2 separate regions of the Mus musculus genome follow, and region 1 is linked to region 2. Evidence: chromatin contacts called from public promoter capture Hi-C data. All regions are on one chromosome and are shown on one strand. Each heading gives the region's core, a stretch centred on a gene start, on an enhancer-like site or on the middle of the called end of the contact. The rest is flanking DNA. Distances are from core to core; before and after follow the strand shown. Region 1 holds the start of Amigo3 (adhesion molecule with Ig like domain 3). Region 2 holds the start of Rbm15b (RNA binding motif protein 15B).

Region 1 (2,904 bases), core at 356-2,855, 1.2 Mb after region 2:
GGAGTGGATGACTCTGAAGCTGTCGGACTTCTGCCTTCTGGTGGGGACAGACATGGACAGGACCCTGCTGGGTGTAACCCACAAGCCCCCACTCCCTCAAGAAGAGCGGGCCCAGGGCTGTTTGGAATAATAATTTAATGCTCACTGTAGCCTGGACTGGAAGTCAAGCTCAGGCTCCCACCAGCGAGGCTACACACAGGCAGATGGGTGGGTGGAAGTGGTAAGAGTGAGGGTGATGGGTAAACAGGGCCCGGTCTGCGGCTGATGGCGGAGCTTCCAGGATGGCCTAGGCAGCTGAGGACATGGCGCTTGTGTTGGCTGCCTTGTCCCAGTCCTCTACAGATACAATGGTGGCTTTGCAGAAGAAGCAGTCCTTGTTGTTCATCAGGTGCTGGTTGATGCAGGCTCTACAAGAGGGGAGGGAAGGAGTGCTACCTCGTGCGTCCTAATTTGCCTCCCCAAGTCCATGGGGCCCACTTACTTGCAGGATTTGTGACCACAAGGCTGGAACACAGCAGAGATGGGGTGGGCGTAGCAGATTGGGCAGAGGTCCTCTTCATTGGTGGGCTACAGGGCAGAGTGGAGGAGTTGGGCTGGGATCCTTACCCCTGTCCTGGTGTTTACAGATTAGTAAAACGGCCTCTGTTATGCCACACTCACCAGGGAGGCGGCGGCCGCCTGGGCAGATGCAGCGGTCAGGTGAGCCAGCATCTGTTCCACCTGGGCCAGCTCCTCAGCGCTGATATAATCTGTATCTGCATCAGTAGTAGGTAGCATCAGGGCCCCTGTCGTCTGAGAACTCAGTGCCTCTTGAATACTCCCAGGCAGGGAATTTGCTATTGAGGATCCTGAAACTCTTCCCTGACCTGACCCACCCGCTGGTTCACTTACAACTCTGTAGAGAGAAGCGTTTCCGGTCAGGGGCAGGCAAGGTAGTGCCAGGTGCTAGGGGCTCTGGCTGCCCCAGGAGATAGCATATGGAACGAAGCTGGAAGCAGGGATCAGCCAGGAGCACAGAGGTGGCTTGCTCTGTCCTAGGTAGGGGAGGGTGCATAGGTCGTAGGAAGGCTTTGAGCCTGTGTGAACATTTTCTCCACGTGGGACAGATGAATATCCAGAGGCCTCGCTCATTATTATGCCTCCACTCTCCCCCCTATTACTTACCAACCCTCCCAGGTGTTTGGTCCCACATGACCTGAATACCAGTTTAAAGAGAAGGGTGCTATTGATAAAAAGGTGCTTGCTACCAGCTATGGTAACTTGGGTCTGATCCCCAGAACCTCACAAGTCGTCGTCCGACGTCTGCACGAATGCTCACATACACAGACATAAGTAAATCTAAGAGAGCAGCAAGGACTCCACCTACCCCATTACACACCAATCCTCTGAGGGCTGAAGGCATTCTCCCCTAAGTCCTTTTGCTCTTCAAGAGGGAAGTCAGGCTTCCAGCCAAGCAGACTGGGACACTGGGGCCCTCTGGTGGCCACACTGGCTTTTTAAGTGCCAAGAGATGTGGCTGCTCCGCCCCTTAACAGCAGGAGCCAATGGGAACTTAGGTCCCCGCCCCTGAGCGGTCATTTCCTAGCTAGTACTTAGAATCCAGTCAGAAAGCTCTTGGAGAAGCTAGAAGAAGGGCTGCGGGCCCCACCTCACAACCCAGACCAGAAGAGCAGGAGAAGCCGGCTGGGCAGGGGGAGCCAGCGTTGTGCCTCTCGAGCCATGGGCCATAGGGAACCACAATCCGCAAGCCTGTGCAGAAGTAGGTGAGTCTTGGAGCTGTTGACCTGCACTGAGCTGTCCCCATATCTTCCCTGGTAGTCACTGGCATGGCCTGGCTAGTGCTATCAGGTATACTACTATGCATGTTGGGTGCTGGATTGGGCACTTCAGACTTGGAGGATGTTCTGCCTCCTGCTCCCCACAACTGCCCCGATATATGCATCTGTGCTGCCGATGTGTTGAGCTGTGCGGGCCGTGGGTTACAGGACTTGCCGGTAGCACTGCCTACCACTGCTGCAGAACTCGATTTGAGCCACAACGCACTCAAACGCCTGCACCCGGGGTGGTTAGCGCCCCTCTCCCGGCTGCGTGCCTTGCACCTAGGCTATAATAAGCTGGAAGTCCTGGGCCATGGTGCGTTCACCAATGCCAGTGGCCTGAGGACACTTGACCTGTCCTCTAATATGTTAAGGATGCTCCATACCCATGACCTGGATGGCCTGGAGGAGCTGGAGAAGTTACTTCTGTTCAATAACAGCCTGATGCACTTGGACCTGGATGCCTTCCAGGGCCTGCGCATGCTTAGCCACCTCTATCTCAGCTGCAACGAGCTCTCCTCTTTCTCTTTCAACCACTTGCACGGTCTGGGGTTAACCCGCCTGCGGACTCTGGACCTCTCCTCCAACTGGCTGAAACATATCTCCATCCCTGAGTTGGCTGCACTGCCAACTTATCTCAAGAACAGGCTCTACCTGCACAACAACCCGCTGCCCTGTGACTGCAGCCTCTACCACCTGCTCCGGCGCTGGCACCAGCGGGGCCTGAGTGCCCTGCATGATTTTGAACGCGAGTACACATGCTTGGTCTTTAAGGTGTCAGAGTCCCGAGTGCGCTTTTTTGAGCACAGCCGGGTCTTCAAGAACTGCTCTGTGGCTGCAGCTCCAGGCTTAGAGCTGCCTGAAGAGCAGCTGCACGCGCAGGTGGGCCAGTCCCTGAGGCTCTTCTGCAACACCAGTGTGCCTGCCACTCGGGTGGCCTGGGTCTCCCCGAAGAATGAGCTGCTTGTGGCGCCAGCCTCTCAGGATGGTAGCATCGCTGTGTTGGCTGATGGCAGCTTAGCCATAGGCAGGGTGCAAGAGCAGCACGCAGGCGTCTTTGTGTGCCTGGCCAGTGGGCCCCGCCTGC
Region 2 (2,938 bases), core at 6-2,505:
AGATTCTGAAACTTGAGGAAGGCATAGGCACCACCCTGGCCGCGGGCAGGCCTCTTGATGACCACCTCCTCGATGATGCCGTACTTCTCGAAGGCCCGTCGAAGCTCCACCTCAGAAACACTGTGGTCCAGGTTGCCGATGAAGAGGTTTCGAGTGGCTCTCTGATCATCCTCCGGCATCAGGTCCTCCTCGCACACGGCCTGGTAGCCGTACGGGCGGCCGCGGTCGTCGTACAGCCCGTAATAGTCCAGGGCTCGCTCTCGAGACAGTCCCACGGCCGCCGCGGCAGCAGCATCCAGGGCGAAGGCTGCGGCGGCGTGCCGCGCGCGGGGCTCCCGCAGGGGCGGGGCGGCTACCGGAGACAGCGAGCGCTGCTTGTACTGGTAGCCACCGTGCAGGGGCAGATAGCCCAGGGGGTCGGCGGGCGCGGGAGGCCCGGGGGGCGGCGTGGAGGCGGCGGCGCTGCTGCTGCTACTGCGCCGGCTGCTCCCGCCGCCGCGCAGGTACACCGGCTCCACCTTGAGCGGGCGATCGTAGAGCAGCAGCTGCCGGGCCAAGGCGTGCTGGCGAGCCTCCCGCGCGTCCTGTGGGTGCCGGAAGTTCACGTAGGCCACGCGGCCCAGCTCCGGGGTGTGTGACAGGCGCAGGCTGATCTCCCCGAACCGCTTGAACTGGTGGAAGAGCCGGTCCTCCAAGTGCTCGGCCGGCAGCGCGGGGCTCAGGCTGCTGATGAGGAGCGTCTTGTACTCCGGAGCCGCGGTGGAGCCCGGACCCGCGGGTTCCGCCCCGGGGGGCGGCGGGGGCGGCGGGAGTGGAGATGCGCGGGGCGACGCGCCGCCAGCACCCGGGTCCCCGGAGGCCTTGCCGGTGCGTCCCCCGCCTCCGGGCGCGCCCGAGGAGCGCCCGCCGCTCGCCCGGTGATTCGCATCCCCGGCAGCGCGCCCGTCGCGATGCCCGCCGCCTCCGCCGCTGCCGCGGGGCTTGTCGCGAGCCCGCGCCGGGACCGGGTGCTTGGTACCGCCGGAGGCCTTGTGCGCTGCCCGCCGCCCGCCCGCCTCTGCCTCTCGTTCGCGCTCCCGCGGCCGCTTGGCGGACGATGACGAGCCACGCCCGCTCGGGCTGGAGTCTCGCTCGCTCTGCCGCTTCATCGCGCCGGTTCGGCGGGCGGGCGGGCGGCCCGCGGGTCCCTCAGAGCGGCGGCGGCGGCGGCCCAGGAGGCAGCGCCCCCGGCGCCGCCATCTTGGACAAAAGGACTCGGCGCGGCGGCGGCGGCGGGGCGGGGCGGGAGCGGCGCCGAGGGGCCCGGCGCTGCGTTATCAAGCTGCGCCGGCCGCGACACGTGACCGCGGTGGGCGGGCCGAGAGTTTCGCTCGCTGCCTATCACGGAGCTCCGTGGCCCCGCACCACGTGACATCTTGGCAACCAGAGGAAGCGGCCTGTCTTGCGAGCTTTGGCGCCGCCGCGTGGCTGCCGGAGCCCAGGCACCCGGCTCCTGGGTCGCGCGCAGATTCCCTCTCGAGCTCGGCAGGCCGCGGCTGCGCTTTCGCTTTGTGCTCCAGGGCTTGCTTGCTACTCCGGGTCCGCCTATCTTTTTCCGCCTCGGGGCCACGCCCACCGGAGCAGGTGTGGCCGCTTGGCCCGAAGCCAAGTGTTGCGCGTCCCACTCCAACCTGCCACTAGATTGAAGAAACTCTATTTCCTTCCATGGAGTTTTCTGATTAGGACCAGAGTTGGCCCCCTTGAAAATAGACACACAAGGATGCCTACACCCTGCCTAGGACCCACATCCAGGCATCTTATGCATTCGAATTCTTCAGGCACTGTCCTGATAGACACAGGTGAGACCTCCCCGGGGTCCAGGTACAGAAACTAGAATGCGTTTGCAACCTACAGACAGGCATCTTGGTGCCACTGGGTCCAAATTTCTGCTGTAGGTGTCTGGGCGGACAGGAGGCTGGGAAGGTGGGGCTGCTGAGCCAAGGGTAAAGAGCAGGTAATGCCATTATCACTTCTTGCCAAGTTGACAGACTGCTGGCCAGTGTTCTGACCACATCCAGGAGATGAGGTGAAGTACCGGCAAGAGTACTCAAAGGCCCCTAGGGCTTATGCTCTCCACAGACGGTTGCTGGATCATTGATGCATCTGTAGGATGTCGAAGAACGCACCCAGCTCTTCCCTCCTCCCATAAGCAGAAAGCAACCAGCAGGAGGAGAAAGTGCAGGAGGAACTTGGAAGAAACAGCAGAGGGCTTCATGTAAGGCCCTGCGAATGCAAAGTGAATTTGGGGACCACACAAGAAGATAGCTAAGACGAGCCTTTTGGAAAACATAACTTCTTAGCAGTTGCTCCTTTCTCATTATCTCTGGAGGCAGCAGGAGCAAAGTTTCCCCACTGAGGCACAGTTCACAAGTGCCAGCAAAGGGAGCAACTGAAAACCACAGTGCACACAACTCCCTCAGGCCTTCCACTACAACCAGCTCACACTGCTTCTTTGTAAACCGATTCCTGCCAACTTTGCCAAAAATATAGGTAAGCAAGGGTCCTTGTTCTGATGCTAGACTGGAACCCCGATGAATGAATAGTTTAAGTACCAGGCGGGGTAAAGATACGCTATGGTCTGACCACCTGTACTCAGCTCACAGTTCTCCTTCTGCATAGGCTGAGCCAAATGTAAATGTCCTTTAGACTTAACAGCAGCTCAAGAACCTTCAGCCCCTGCTACTGGACTGGATGGGGGTGGGGGTCAGGGGTCAAGTCTAACCTCACCAGGCTGAAGTATCAGACACCCAGAAGCCCAAACCCACAAGACATTGGCTGCCCAAGCTCTTAAGTCCTGTTATGGGAGTTTCAGGCCCTCAGCACTGGCAGGCTGAGGGATCTTTTCAGACTGGAAAGATAAACCAGTAATCTATAGGACAGAATACTGTGCCAGCTCAAC

What was found. Capture Hi-C pulls out chosen DNA fragments and counts their contacts.
Region 1: a contact with region 2 is called in a promoter capture Hi-C map of liver, with 2.1 times the contacts expected there. The contact joins the promoter of Amigo3 here to the promoter of Rbm15b in region 2.

Annotation. Positions count from the first base shown.
Region 1 is chr9:108,051,554-108,054,457 of GRCm38.p6, forward strand. Amigo3 (adhesion molecule with Ig like domain 3) reads left to right here and starts at 1,606. Exons shown (of 1, transcript NM_177275.4): 1 at 1,606-2,904. The coding sequence starts at 1,827. It overlaps Gmppb (GDP-mannose pyrophosphorylase B), which reads left to right. Exons shown (of 9, transcript NM_177910.4): 9 at 1-367. It overlaps Rnf123 (ring finger protein 123), which reads right to left. Exons shown (of 39, transcript NM_032543.2): 36 at 892-1,034; 37 at 661-755; 38 at 482-567; 39 at 119-407. The coding sequence ends at 287.
Region 2 is chr9:106,885,820-106,888,757 of GRCm38.p6, forward strand. It overlaps Rbm15b (RNA binding motif protein 15B), which reads right to left and starts at 1,256. Exons shown (of 1, transcript NM_175402.5): 1 at 1-1,256. The coding sequence starts at 1,148. It overlaps Manf (mesencephalic astrocyte-derived neurotrophic factor), which reads right to left. Exons shown (of 4, transcript NM_029103.4): 4 at 2,934-2,938.